Linked DNA regions of Mus musculus: all the other regions are linked to region 1. A link is a contact called in public ChIA-PET, Hi-C and promoter capture Hi-C data. All regions are on one chromosome and are shown on one strand. Each heading gives the region's core, a stretch centred on a gene start, on an enhancer-like site or on the middle of the called end of the contact. The rest is flanking DNA. Distances are from core to core; before and after follow the strand shown.

What was found. Promoter capture Hi-C pulls out the DNA fragments that hold promoters and counts their contacts. Hi-C and Micro-C count contacts between places; a contact is called where the count stands out from the background. ChIA-PET counts read pairs in DNA pulled down with a chosen protein or histone mark. Capture Hi-C pulls out chosen DNA fragments and counts their contacts.
Region 2: a contact with region 1 is called in a promoter capture Hi-C map of liver, with 2.3 times the contacts expected there. The contact joins the enhancer-like site here to the promoter of Lrrc8b in region 1. A contact is called at or near these places in 11 of 39 promoter capture datasets (the 3T3-L1 cell line, the C10 cell line, the HPC-7 cell line and 5 more), 1 of 15 datasets of contacts at CTCF or cohesin (large pre-B cells), 6 of 115 datasets of contacts at active chromatin or transcription factors (astrocytes, bone marrow-derived macrophages, embryonic basal ganglia and 3 more) and 2 of 9 other capture datasets (adipose tissue and liver).
Region 3: a contact with region 1 is called in an RNA polymerase II ChIA-PET map of memory CD8 T cells, with 11 read pairs. The contact joins the promoter of Gbp8 here to the promoter of Lrrc8b in region 1. A contact is called at or near these places in 2 of 39 promoter capture datasets (embryonic stem cells and liver) and 1 of 115 datasets of contacts at active chromatin or transcription factors (memory CD8 T cells).
Region 4: a contact with region 1 is called in a Hi-C map of muscle stem cells, with 3 times the contacts expected there. The contact joins the enhancer-like site here to the promoter of Lrrc8b in region 1. A contact is called at or near these places in 4 of 39 promoter capture datasets (the 3T3-L1 cell line, cranial neural crest, hippocampal neurons and 1 more), 1 of 15 datasets of contacts at CTCF or cohesin (the NIH/3T3 cell line), 3 of 484 Hi-C or Micro-C datasets (3T3-L1-derived adipocytes, muscle stem cells and myocytes), 9 of 115 datasets of contacts at active chromatin or transcription factors (astrocytes, bone marrow-derived macrophages, double positive thymocytes and 6 more) and 3 of 9 other capture datasets (adipose tissue, embryonic stem cells and liver).
Region 5: a contact with region 1 is called in a promoter capture Hi-C map of adipose tissue. The contact joins the promoter of Zfp326 here to the promoter of Lrrc8b in region 1. A contact is called at or near these places in 28 of 39 promoter capture datasets (the 3T3-L1 cell line, 3T3-L1-derived adipocytes, the C10 cell line and 16 more), 12 of 15 datasets of contacts at CTCF or cohesin (CD8 T cells, the G1E-ER4 cell line, the NIH/3T3 cell line and 6 more), 191 of 484 Hi-C or Micro-C datasets (the 3T3-L1 cell line, 3T3-L1-derived adipocytes, the 63-12 cell line and 94 more), 47 of 115 datasets of contacts at active chromatin or transcription factors (the 230-238 cell line, the HPC-7 cell line, the SCID.adh cell line and 32 more) and 5 of 9 other capture datasets (adipose tissue, embryonic stem cells, liver and 2 more).

The regions. Positions count from the first base shown.
Region 1 is chr5:105,414,439-105,417,138 of GRCm38.p6, reverse strand. It overlaps Lrrc8b (leucine rich repeat containing 8 family, member B), which reads right to left and starts at 1,364. Exons shown (of 5, transcript NM_001033550.3): 1 at 1,227-1,364. 4930542N06Rik (a long non-coding RNA gene) reads left to right here and starts at 1,963. Exons shown (of 2, transcript XR_389449.3): 1 at 1,963-2,700.
Region 2 is chr5:105,756,890-105,759,589 of GRCm38.p6, reverse strand. The region is part of intron 2 of Lrrc8d (leucine rich repeat containing 8D); the gene reads right to left. Among named protein-coding and RNA genes, the nearest start is that of Gm42166, 54 kb to the right of the region's middle. Within about 2 kb of position 1,284, at least 14 of the 459 cell types and tissues checked have an H3K27ac peak or open chromatin away from gene starts, as enhancers often do. A contact at or near this core is called in liver, where this site is marked.
Region 3 is chr5:105,052,242-105,054,941 of GRCm38.p6, reverse strand. It overlaps Gbp8 (guanylate-binding protein 8), which reads left to right and starts at 1,381. Exons shown (of 10, transcript NM_029509.4): 1 at 1,381-1,441.
Region 4 is chr5:105,791,340-105,794,039 of GRCm38.p6, reverse strand. All of the region lies in intron 2 of Lrrc8d (leucine rich repeat containing 8D), which reads right to left. Among named protein-coding and RNA genes, the nearest start is that of Zfp326, 84 kb to the left of the region's middle. Within about 2 kb of position 1,404, at least 174 of the 459 cell types and tissues checked have an H3K27ac peak or open chromatin away from gene starts, as enhancers often do. A contact at or near this core is called in the NIH/3T3 cell line, adipose tissue, astrocytes and 4 more, where this site is marked.
Region 5 is chr5:105,875,307-105,878,006 of GRCm38.p6, reverse strand. It overlaps Zfp326 (zinc finger protein 326), which reads right to left and starts at 1,439. Exons shown (of 12, transcript NM_018759.2): 1 at 1,309-1,439. The coding sequence starts at 1,324.

The DNA.
Region 1 (2,700 bases), core at 115-2,614:
TTACCTGGGGGATTAACTATAGTTTTCTTATTCTTGTCAAGAACAGACCTGATCACGAGGAAGGCTCGGGGCAATAGAAAAGTGACATTGGCATCCGCAGCTCAGAACACAGTACTGTGCCTTCTTAGGAAGCGGGATTTGTTCATTTTGAGTGTACTGACACTGTAGTACACTCTCCCATATATACTTCAGTCATACATTTAGGCAAAAAACACAGATGTCCTGGAAAGCAGTTATTGTTACTATTATCATTGTCATATGCAACAGTAGTAGTACTTTGGAGGGCACTGAAGCCCCAACCTTGCCTTTGCTAAGCCTGTTGGGGCTACACTCTCAGTCTCTAATTTCTTAACGGACACTGAACAAATTATCTAAATTGGTTTCACATTTACGATATTTTAAACGTTCTCTCTTATTTTTATATAGCAGTTGTTTTTGTTTTGTTTTGTTTTGTTTTTTCCTGTTAAGTTCTCAGACAAGACCAGAATGTATTCAAGAAGTCCATACGCTGGTATTGACTTTTAAATTTAGGTTTGTCCTCTGGGGTGGGGGTGCAAAGGGATCCTAGTGGTAGTTTTTCTAACCACACATCAAAGTCTTCCACAAACACATGACTATAAGCAACCTACGGACTTTGGGAAGTCAGTTGAGGACACGGATTACCGAGCCTCTTCCTTCTGACCTGTCAGCACCTGCAACCTAGGAGGAGGAACCACCGAGTCTTTAAATGGAAATCAGTTGACCCCTTCCAGCTCAAACGCTAAAATCACAGCTGTAGGCCAGTAAATACCCCAGAGCATAAAATGTCGACAGGAGGCTCCAGGGCAGGGGGCAAACGGCGGGGACCTGGTGTGGACCCCCTCGAGCGAGCGCCTTCACTTAAGGGGAGACCAGGGTGGAGAGGGAGGGCCTTTCCCTTCGGGGGCGGGGAGGGGGGTGGTGGATACACAGGTGCGTGTTCAGCCGTAGGGACAACGAAGGCACCGCCTGGGCGCGGCCGCCCCCTCCTCTCGCCCCATCTGACCCCAACATCCAGGAGAGGTGCCCGCAAGGGACCGCGCCCTCCTTCCCCCGGGGGCGTGGGAGCCGGGCGACCGCGGCTTAGCAGGTGACTGTGCCACCTGCCCGCAGCGGGAGACCCAGGTGAGGCGCCGCCAGGTAACAGCACCTGCCCTGCCGCCCCCACCTGCTGCTGCGCTCCCCCTTCCCCCGCCGTCCCCGCCTACCTTCGTGTCGGAGCCCCCAGGCCCGCGCTGCCCGGCCGGCCGGGGCGAGCCGAGCGGCCGGCGCCCGCACTCCGGCGGCTGCGGCTCAGCGGGAAGCCCCGGCGCTGCCCGGCTCGCCGCCCCGGAGCCGCTCCATTGTGACGCGGCGCGCGCGGCCGGCCAATGGGCGCGCGGCGGCGCGAACCGCTGACTAAGTTCGCGCGCGGAGGAGGAGCGGAGCGCGCGGGCTGCGCAGGCTGCGCAGGCGGGAGCCGGGGACGCGCAGCGCCGCCTCCGAGCCGCCCTTACCCGGATCGCTCCGCCACCCGGCCCGAGAGTCCACCCGGCCTTGGGACGAACCGCGGGGGCCGGTGACTCACCCTCCTGCTGCACACAAAGCGCAGCTGCCACCTCCCGGAGCCAACGCCATGCGGCCGCCCGGATGCACTCGCCCAGCCTGGCATCCGCGGTGCATGGCAGCCACACGCCTCGCCAGGAGCTGGGGCTGCATTCCAGAAACCCAGGAGCCGGGCCTTATGGCCGTTCCCCAGGCGCTCCACCCCAGCAGAAGACCCCTGCCTTCTCACGTGTGCACCCCTGAGAAACTTGTTATTGACACAACTTACTCTACCAGGAAGGGTGGGGTGTGCCGCGCAGAGCCTGCCTTAGTGAAGTCCCTTTAACGCTCTTTAAGTCGAGTGACTGGAAAGGTTGTAGGGCCCCTGGGAAGGAGGAGAAACTAAGCAGCTTCTGGGCCTCCAATACCATCTTTTTCTTTCCAGTGTCTTTATCTTCAGCGTGAGGTGACAAGATAGAGGGAGTACACATAATAGTATTTCATTGAGGATGGTCACCTGTCCCCCATCCACATTCTTCTCCTGTTAATGGCCCTGTATTTGAAGAGTAACAGTGTGCCTTGCAAGTTAAGCAAAAATTTAATCCAAATTCAGAACTCTGGGCTATTTAATAGTTCTATCCTCCTCCTCGAATCTTTAACTCCCCCACACCCTCCCTGTTCTGTTTTAAGCTCAGTCTTTGTCCAGGTTATTTCTAGCACAAGGATTCAATTCAGCAAGATTTGTATCTCTTAGTTGCTATGGTGTTCCCATCCCTAGGTAACAAAACACTCCCAGAGGAGTAAAAGAAGACAGCATTTGAGTCACCTGATCAGTTGGGCACCCAATACCTCCACACACTACGAAGGTGTGGAAGACTGCGCTGTATCCAGTAGCGACCAGTCATATCAGAACTCCAGCCCGAACTGCCCTGGAAGTCACTGCTATACCCGGTCCTTGTCCAATTCACTCTGAGTGGCAGTTGCATTGAGTCTGAAGCAAACATTGAAAACACTGTGAGGACTAACGGCTCCACAGCTAAGAGCACAGACTGTTCTTGCAGAAGACCAGAATTCTGTTCACAGCTGCCGACAACTCCAGCTCCAAACGTTCTGACACCCTCTTCTGGCCTCCAAAGGCATCCACACATATATGCACCT
Region 2 (2,700 bases), core at 35-2,534, 340 kb before region 1:
CCCAAACGACGGTGAGAAGGTAAAGAACTGTTCCTAGAATGGTCAACGGAATCTTACCATAGCGGAGACAAGGTATGGAGGTATTCTTCAAAGTTGTATTTATTTCTTGTATGTGTGTGGGGGATTTTCACACATCTGTGTCTATGTGCTACATGTGTGGCTGGTGCTCCGGGAGGTCAAAAGAGGGCACTGGACCACCTGGAACTGGAAACACAGATGCTGTGTAGGTATGGCAAACTAACTGCCTCGGGAAGAGCAGCCAACGCTCTTAACAGCTGAGCCCATCTCTAACCCTGGTATTAAAATAAGTATATTTATCATCGGTGCCAAACCACAGTGTGAGGGTTAATCCTGCCTGTCGTGTTGGTGGGATTTAGAGCTACCTAGGAGACAACTCCGGTGTGCCCGTGAGCTGGCCGGAGTCCCAGACGGACTCCACTGTGAGCAGAGCAGGGCAGCAGGTTCACTTTCCTCTGCTTCCTGACTGCAGACAGGCGTAGCCCGCCACCTCACGTGAGGTCCTAGCTCCAAGCCTTCCACACCACATGTCCTCTTAAACCACAAGCCAAACCCTTCCCTCTCTAACTTGCTTCTGGCAGCTCTTTTGGGATAGCATCGGGAAAAGAAGCCAGTATACACAGGCACAAAGGTTCAAAGATTGTCAACAGAATCTGCCTGTCAACATCTTCTACTGTAAAGCACTAAGTTTAAGACTTAAGGTTAGGCATATATATTAGTCTGAGATGACAGTTAAAGTCTTCTGGTAGATAGGCCTGTAAGGACCAGAAACAAGAGTTTACTGGGGGGGGGGGGGGGGGGAGGACAAACAAAGCAAACAGAAAGCCCCCCAAAACAAAACAAAAAAACATGCAAAACCCCAAAACCCAACTACTGTCATCAGAAATCTAAGAGTTGTTATGCTCTATGTAAATTAAACTAGATACAAACATTAATTCCTAAGCTTTGCATTCTAATACATTTTAAGTTTTGAAACACACACACACACACACACACACACACAAAGCAGGAAGGTAGCATTCTCCCAGTACTTGGATCACAGAAGACCACTGTGAGAAGACCACTGTGGCTGGGGTAACCAGGGCACGTGCCTATCACTGTTGCAGCTCTGGGAAGATAAGACAAGTTAGGAGCATGAGTTCAAAGCCATCCCCATAGCAAGTTATTAGAAAAAAAAAATCTGAAACCTAAAAAAGACTGCTCTGTGCGGGCGCTTAGCAAGAAAAGTGCTCCAATTAATGATTAATGACAGCAGTTAAACTCCAGGTAACCATGTACCCGGTCTCTCCGGCACAGTGCAAAAGACAAACTCTGTTGCACCATGTTATCCATGAGCCTGTGACATTTAACCCTAGATAGACACAAGATAATTTCACTCGGTAAACATGAGACATCTGCGAGGAGAGACCGAAGATAACCATCACGCCCAACGCTTGGGGTCCATCCCCGCCAGCGGCTAATGAACCTGCCTTCGCTGGGCCGCACGGTAAACAGCTTACATAACTGTGACCTGCGGCATGAATGGAACAGCTGGAGACTGGCTTCCTCGGGCCCCCACCTCGGTGCTGCATCACCAAGCTTTTCATCCCTGAAGTCGCTTTTGGAGTACAATTCACAAACCACGTCACATTCGATGCCTACGTTGAAGGTAGAGGGTCCTAAAGAAATTACTCAGTTTTAACCTGGTGTGAAGGCACACACCTTTAGTCCCAGCACTCAGGAGGCAGAGGCAAGAGGATCTTGGTACTAAGAGGTTCCACACACTTGTCTGGAAAAGGTTCAAGTGCTGTATCCATGGAGTGTATGATACAGACAAACTGTTGGATCTGAGAGGTTAGACTCAGTTTCTGTTTCAGGAATGTGGCTCTAATGTAATAACAGCTTCACTGAATTACGAATTAGTGCCAAGCAAACAACAATACAAACCACTTAGCACAATGCCCAGTGCACAATCAGAATGAAACCATTAGTTCTAGTTACTGTTACCAGCACCTAGTTACTGCTACCAGCACCTAGTTACTGTTACCAGCGATCTACGTGGAAGAGGAGGCATAGAGACCGTAAGAACAGGAGGTGGCGGGTGCCACCAAGGACACAGTACTTTCCAAACCCAATAGGGCACGTCACACAGAGGCCGTGGCATCACACAAAAGACCTGCACTAAGAGGGGCAAGTGGACATGACACCCTACCCCTAACCAATAAACTGTTTGCAATCAATACCTGCTGACAAAGGCATAGGAAGTTTTCTCCAATGGAGTGTCAGCAGCTGGATCAACCACACTCCAGGGCTACAAAGGAGGAGGCTCCTGAAGATGACAGGTTACCGAACCCCTTCTCCTCAACTCATGGCCTGCCAACGGTCAGTTCCCAGACCTGTGGTGGCTGGGTGGTGGCCGCCTCTCCCCTCCCGTCTTCCAATTCTTATAAACTGGCTCACAGTTTATCTCCTTCAAGAATTCTCAAAGGACTTCGTTATCTTAAGTTGTAATTCTGAGACTCAAGGAGAACTTAAAGAAGAAAAACAGTAATTTTTTCTTTGCATAAATAGATGCTGTGCCTCCTTGGTCATCAGAGTAATGTGAAACAAAATCTACAGAGCAATGCCATTTCATACCTGCTGATGTGGCTAGAAATGAACGGAACCCAAGCCTCTGCTAGCGGGAATGCAAAATGGTCTCGC
Region 3 (2,700 bases), core at 132-2,631, 360 kb after region 1:
TGGTGTGGACTCTGTGTGTGTTCTACCTGGGCCTGCAAATGGGTGGCCATGTGGACCCAACAGATGAATAGGGGGAGAGTTCACTGAAGTAGAATTAAGGTACCAGTTTACCTCCATGCTGCTGACCTGCTCCTTTGTCCCTTTATCACTCTGAGTTCTGCACCAAATGTCTAGGAGAGTAAATTAAGGACCCTGAAGCTAGGTGCCTGGATATGGCCCAGTCTCTGAGGGGTACTCCCTTGTTTAATCCTTCCTGTGAAATCACAATGGATCGCTCTGCAGCTCCCTGCCCCCCCCCCCCCCGCTTTGTGTTTCATCCTTTACAAATGGTGTTCAATCTCCCATCAGAGACAAAGTTCAGATCCCAAACTGGCTGCCTTCCTAAGGGCTCAGAAAATAAAGCTTTCATTTTTAAGCTTCCATCTCAGAAGTGAGTTTTCTTAGCTTCTACCCTGAACACAACTCCTACTTACTATTCTTTAATTACTTCTTTAAAATCAGTTTTTAGATCAACTGTTGTGTTTTCTGAAAAAGAAAAAGAAGCCAGGGATATGTGTGGTGGAGGCGTGGTATGTTGAGGTGGTAGGTGGTGTCTCAGAGGGCACATGCTGAGGAATCCTGTCCTCCTGAAGTACCAGCCACACAATTGTATAGTATAGAATAGAGTTTATTTTAGACATGAAGAGGGGATTTGAGAGGGTAGTAGAGACAGAGAAAAAGGAAGGGAGGAAGCAGGGAGAGGAATGGAGAAGAAAGAGGGTAAGAAAGGAAGAGAGGAAGATTTCAGGGAGAGAGATTGAGGGGGGGGGGGCAGAGTGGACAAGCAGCCCTTTTTATAGTGAGTCATGTCCACCTGGCTGTTGCCAGGTAACTGTGGGGCAGAGTCCAGAAGAAATGGCAACAGTGATGGTTCCTGTTTTAGAAAACACAGGTTTAAAACATTAAAGCTCTTCGCTCAAGAAGCACCTGGAATTTCCCCTGAGAGAAGCACACTTGCAATCCTCCCAGATTGTGTCATTTCCACTGATGGGGCCCTGGGTTTACTGTGCTTTATCTGTGCCTAGAAGGCTGGAGGAAACTGGAGATGGGTTCCAAAGAAAGAGAATGTAAACTCTTTCCACAGTGGAGGCCTGCTGTCCCTTGGCTGCAACACAGTTTCTCACTGGCTTTTTCTGACACTAAGCATCCTCTGACCTCCCCTTCCAGTCTTGGGCAAGTTAACAATGCCTTGGTTTACTTTACTTTCAATTTTGTTTTTGCTGCTGCCTGTGTGAGTGTGTGTGTGTGTGTGTGTGTGTGTGTGTGTGTGTGTGTGTGTGTGTGTGTGTGGTCAGCTCACATAAAGGAGGAGCAAAGAGAGCAGGAAGTGAGGAGAGCAGAAGTGAGCCTGAGGAGGCAGCAGCAGCTGAGAACTGCACTTGGACCTGTGCTGTGGGACCAGGTATATTTACTTTTCCTTTCTTTAAGGAGCAACTTAGTCTGGACCCCAGCTTGATTTCCAAGTCAAAGTGGCAACTGAGGGAGGGGGAAGGGAGGCGGGTTCTGTGCTCTCTGGTCTGCAGGGGGCTGTGGCTGGCTTTAGGTCTAGGAGGTGAGTTTCTTTCCTCTGACAAAGGACAGATACAAAGTGGCAGCCTGACACTCCTGGCTGCCCTGCTCTGTTGGTGAAGCTGTGGGAAGAGCCCTGGTCCTGCCTCAGCTGGGACCACAGCTACAGCTCCTGCCCTGGTTCACAGCCAGATGAATGTCTTTCTGTGGAGGAACCTTGTGAAGAAAATTCAGCAAAAGGGCTTGGCAAACATCTATTTGGACATAAACTTAGTTTCTTCCTGACGTACTTTTTATTAAGTTTAGTAAGTAGATAGCAAAGTTGTCTCTTGATATTTAGTTTTTGTTTTGTTTTGTTTTCTTTTTTTGGAGGGGGTGGGGGAGATATAGAGATCCCATGGGCTCTATGCATTTTGTTTGGGCTGCTCTTCTTATCTCATTAATGGGTCTAAGCTGCAGAGAGACTGTCTTGTGGAATCAAGTGACTTCTGGGGATTGTACACATTCTCTGCCCTTGGCATAATGTCCTCTTGCTTATCTGGGACTGAGGGCAGGGGAGGCAGGTTATGTGTTGTCTGGCCTGCAGGGGTCTGTGGCTGGCTTTAAGTCTATGAAGGTCTATGAAGTTGGGTAAAGTAATTAATTGTATTCCCTTCTCTGGCTGAAGAATATTCTATTGTGTGTGCTATCAGACTGTGTTAATGTATGCATCTATTGGTGATCTGTTGATGGGAGACTGGGCTGTTTCCACATTGTGGGTATTGTAAACACAACTGCGATGAACAACACAGATCAAAGGTCCATCCAAGTCCTTGTTTGCTAGTTTGTTTGTGTTGTAATCAAATAAGAGTTGTTAGATCATATGAAACTATTCATTTTCTCAGAAGCCATGACTGTTTTCCCTGAGGGAATATTCTGTGTTTTTAGCTGCAGAGTACAGACACCTGAGTTGTTTAAATTCCAGGTGACATGTATTCATTTTTGCATTGTGTGGTAGCTATCCTGATGAGTATGAAGTGATGCCTTGTGGTTTGATTGGGACTTCCTCAATGTTTGTCACAGGGTCTGAAGAATTATTGAGGAACAATATCATGTAGCTCTTAAAATAACCTAGTCCGTGCTGATGCAAACATCAGCAAAACTAAGCAATTA
Region 4 (2,700 bases), core at 155-2,654, 380 kb before region 1:
GGCCCCGGCATAGTCTCACAAGAGACAGCTATATCTGGGTCCTTTCAGCAAAATCTTGCTAGTGTAACACCACCACGGTCATTTTTAACAATTCAACTGTTCAGAAGAGTGAGCTCAGTGGGGCAGAACCTGGAAAAAACTAAATCCCTTGGAGGGAGGGAGAGAGGCGGGTGGAAAGGTCTGGGGAAATCAGAAATGTTTTTAACAAAGCGGTGTAATTCAAGAAGGGAGTTACATGAGGCCGAGGCAAACAGGGAAGGGGTAAAGATGTCTTTGGCCTGAACATGTTTTGTTTTCAAGTTCTGAAACAAAGGCTTAAGCTGTACGTGTCTGCTCTTCTGTATTTATTCTTCTGGCTCAGTTCATCCCTGGCGATTAGGAACCAAAGTGGTAAAAAAAAAAAAAAAGCTGTTGCTGGCTCTCTGGCCTCAGAGCAGAGTGGCAGACAGGAAGGCTGGCACCTGCAGGATGGATGGGAGGCCTTGGAGACCCTTTGTGTTCCCAAGGCTAGGTCACGGCAGCCTTTCCACCTGAGCAGATGCTGGCAGGTTGGGCTGGAGGTGTGGGTTACTCACAGGGTGTTTCTTGTAACACAACACCCGAGTTCAGCCGAGCAGGGCTTCCCTCAAACCTGCTCCCTGTCCACTTGAACCCCCACAGATCTGCACAAAAGAGCTGTTGACAGGTAGAAGGCTCGGGCAGGAAAGGCTAAGCTGGAAGTCCTAGCCAGTTAGGCAGAACCGAGATGACTCAGCAGGCTGGGGCTTTGACCCTGAACTGGGGGGAGCTCTACCCAAGTGCCTGCTACAGATGCTTGTGCACAGACTGGTCTAAACCCAGAGCCCATCTGAAGACAGCAAGTAGCGCAACCTGGCACAATACACAGACAGGTTTTCCTCATGAGAGTCAGCCCTTGGTCCTGGGTAGCAAGCAGCTAGCTACCAAGGTTTGGCAGAGAACATCAGCCAAAAGCCCAGGCAGATACCCAGCCAGTGGCTGTCCTGTCAGACTGTGGTCCTGAGACAGGACTCGGATGCCAAGAACAGCGGAGGTGGGGGTGAGGGGTCTGTGTGGTTACACACAGTAACTTCCAAAGCTGAGCTGTCAGCAATGCCGGGCGGGCGTCATGAACTGGCCTGGGCGATGACAGCAGCTGATGTCTATGCTTTTCAGCAGCCGGGATGAGCTTGCTCCTGGCTGCCGGCCGCCATGCAATTTACTCTGCGTGTGTTTAATGTAAAATTCACCTCTGGGCTGCCGTGGTCACCTACAGATGCCCACCAGCAGAACAATCTAAGCCTTTTATGAAAAGCAATCTTTCCTCTCGTGGTTTAGTCACACAGGGATTAATTATTAAAAGGGGCTTGGAACATGGCAGTGTAAACATCCGGGGAGGAGAGGTCTGTGACTAGGAAGCTTCCAGCCCTGGCTGAATCTGCGAGCGGGACTTAACAGGGCTCTGCGCTCCCCTAGGAGAGAGACCTGAGGGGTATCCCTGAAGGAATCCACCGCTGCTTCTCTGCCCACTCTCTTCACTAACTAGGCAGGGCTATGGAGGCCCTCCCTGCCTGTGGACTTTGTGTTGCCTGAGGGTTGTAGGTGGCTCTCCCTGTTGGTAGCCTGCCAGTTTCTGCTGCCCCGCTGAGACAGGGAAAGAGTACTTAAGTCCACAAGGTCCAGTCTATAGGAAGTAGCATCAGTGTTTAAAATGGCCGGGGGGGGGGGGGGGGGAGTAGGGGATGTGGCTAACAATCAGCTGATCCTTGTCCTCATTGGTTCTGAATGTGGACTGGGGTTCATACCTCCTCTCTTCTATCTTTTTTACAGTTGATATTCAAGACAGATGTGCAAAACCATGGTGAAAGGGAAGCTTAATAATTTGCTTGGTCTTATTTGAGAGTGGATAGTTTACCACTCTCCACCAAATTCTTGGGAAGATAGTCAAAAAAACATCCAGGAAATGCTGTTATCTATCCATCCATCTACCCATCCATCTAAATGTGTATGAGTATTTCGTCTGCATGTGTATCTATGTACTAGGTACAGGACTATTACCTGCAGAGGTGAGGAGAAGCCATTCGCTTGCTTAGAACTCTGTTACTGACAGTTGTGAGCTATCACAAGGATGCTGAGACCTGAACCCATGTCCTCTGGAAAACCAAACCGCTCAAGACACCTCTCCAGCCCGTGAGTGATGAGTTCTTAACACAAATATCACCAACGATTTAGCACATGGACATGGGATTCTGATCCCACACAAAGTTTCTCCCTGATGTTTTATGTGCCACGGGAGGAGAGGATGTGAGGTAGGGGCTGCTGCTTTCTGAAGCAGAGAGGAATCTACAGGCATCGTGACACTCTCCACAAATTCTTCCTGTCTCACAACCTAACATTTCAAACTACCATTCCTTTAGAATGAGTTATTTAAAACTTCAATATATGAAAAAGGTAGCTATGGGTGGAAGATGACCCACAAGGCTAACAACAGTCAGTACAGTGCAGGTCATTATCTTATTTCAGCCTTAAACCCTGCAAGTTCCCTGTGACATCAGTGTGAAGGGAGAATTCGTCCTGCAACAGAAGTGTGCTGAGATGCACACACAGGTCTTCCAATAATAAAAACAAGTGCTTTCTATTTAAGTCACACTTCTAAGGTGTCACATCTGTCCTTGCCGTTCTGACATGCCAGGTCCCCCTTGG
Region 5 (2,700 bases), core at 190-2,689, 460 kb before region 1:
CCACATAGGTTGGTAGTGTCATCAAACTTTGGTCTAAAACATACTTTTTCTCTTCAATGTCAACTCTGACTAGTGCACATAGTAGTAATTTAGAGTCACCTATATCAGAATGAGTCACTGTCCAACCCCGAAGCACAAGCAGGACGGTATGCTATCCTGAAGAGCTGAACTATATTTCAAAGCAACCGAAAAGTACTCCGAAAAGGGTGATTCTTTTTCCTATATTTACACTTGACAGCCTCAACCTCTTGTAGCAAATCAAAAATCAAAAGCTCATGCAATACGACCTACGCCAAAAAAGCACACCTCATTCAATGTCAAAGCCCATTTCTGGTGGAGGCAGAGGCTTCCTTCACAAGAAATGAACCGGTTTTATTTAGAAATACCTAGTTCCTCGAGATTACACCCAGTTTAATCCTACAAACTGTTCCTCGGCTCCCTAACACTATCACTACTGTTGATCACTTTATCTTGACACTGATTCCTATAAAAGTTGAGCAAGGTTTGAAGATACCAAATTAACTGTACTTCACGGCCAGGGAAAGCTGAAAAGCAACGTTACAATTCGGTTTATTTAACCAGCAAGTCCAACACGGGCTGCTGTGCACCGATCTAGCTGAACGTGAAGGGCATCTGGGGCTTGCTGTGCCAGAATTCTAACTTAGGTAGCATTCATACACAAGCCCCACCACTACCACCCCTAAAAACAAAAATAATAATGATAATGCACTGGGTCACGGAGCTGTTTCAGACGCGGTATTCACTAGCAGGTAACCTGGGTGAGATATTAGACAGCTCGGTCGGCTACGTGGTAATAACTTGCAGATTCTGGTTCTGGGGGAACCGAAGCCCATCTCGATGGAACGCCTAGAGACGCCCTTTATACTCCTCTCACACGGAGAAGCATCGCACGAGCCCGAGGCAGCCTGTGTCGAGCAAGATTCCAGAGCCCGGGGCGACACGGTGAGGACCGGCTCCACCCGCCACCGGGTCGCTGCCCCGAGGGCCCCGTGGGCCCCGTGGGCCCGGTCGCCGCTCGGCGAGGCCAGGAAGTTGCAGGCGGCCGCGGACGAGGCCCCGAGGCTCGCAGCTAGGCCGACCCCCTAGACAGCAGGGCCCCGGGCCGGCCGCACCCCCACGTGGGGCTCCCGGACCACAGGGCTCCGGGCCGGGCCCGCGGTCGCTGCGCGGCCCACAGAACAAAGCCACACGGCCATCTTGAGGCGGTAAACAGACCCCCGGCGCAGGCCGCCCGCCGCCCTCCCTCCCGCCCGCCCGCCACGGCGGCCCGCCCCGCGCGCCGCTCACCGTCCTCGAAGTCCATGCTCGACGCCGCGGGGCTGACGGTCTCCGCGCTGCGCTCGCTGTGGCCCGCGGCAAGAGCCCGCGATACGGCAGTGTCCACACGACCGGCCCGCGCGACCGACAGCGGCGCTACTAGCCGGGAAGCCGCAGGCCACAGCGAGGCTGGGGGCGGGGTCGGGCGGGCCTGCCAGTCGTCGCAGCACCGCCTCCGATTGGCCGACGCGGGGTGGTGGGCGGGTCTCGCGAGGGGGGCGGGAAGCGAGGCAGTTGTCAGGCTCCTGGGTCCTGACCCTGGGGATCGCGGGGGACGGAAGGTGAAACGGGAGTGCGGAAGGCTGGAGAGGGATGTTCTGGAAGGACTCCGGTTGGCCGGCCATGTTGGAGCCTGGCAAGAGCAACCGGGTCCAGGAGGGAGTGCCTTTCTCTTGCAGAAACTCATTAAATGACATGGCGACCTTTGGCTACTGTTGGCTGAAGGAGTGAGGAGGAGAGATTTTTTTCACTACTTATGGAGTTCCTTCCTCTGACACACAGAAGTGTGGGGCGTGCACAGGAACCCTGATTGCCAAATAGGACAGGATCATAAGACTATCCCAAGACAGGCTGCTAGCCACTGCTGGGTTGAAGGTAGTAAAGCAACTGTGAAAGTTCACAGATGGGAAAGATTTGGCAGGAAGAAAGTAGTCCACCGTTCAGCTCGAAGGGGAGAGGGAGGGAGGGGGAGGAAGAGATTATTCCACTTTTAAAATTGTGTTGGAGCAGATGCAAAGGTATTCACTCAGGAACACTATGGGAAGACTCTTGTGGACTTGAACCACAGTTTTAAATAATTTTCTCTCTGTCCTCACAGAGCAAATGGCATTAACAACAAATTGGTTACCTAGATAGGAAGCCAGACATCAATTCTTTGCACTCAATTTGCTAGACTCAGTTCGGAGGAAGCCGGAAATAAAACTGGAAGCACAGGGAGGTATACCACAGTAGCCCCAAATCTGGGCACGGCTTTGTGTCCTCCTGCTCATCTCTTCCTCCTCCACCCTCCCTGACTCATCCTGTTCTCCACCCTTTCCCAATTCCTTCTCTTCTCCCCTCCCACACATGTTTTCTGTTCACCTGGGCTGAAAGCTGAACTCACAATTTCCCTTCTCAGACCTGCTTATCCTCGTGTATTCTCTTGGCTGTTCACGGGGCGGTGAGCAAACCGCCCACTAATCCCAGCCAGAAGGCTGACTCGGTCCAGTCCACTCGAGACTAGCTCACCGCTCTTTCAGCCTCCTACTTCCAATCCACACACTTTTGTATCTGCTTACCCCACCTAAGATATCTTAGGTCGGCCCCACCCTTTCCATTTTCGTGGCCACTACCTGAGTTAGGATACTCACTGTCTCCCTGCAA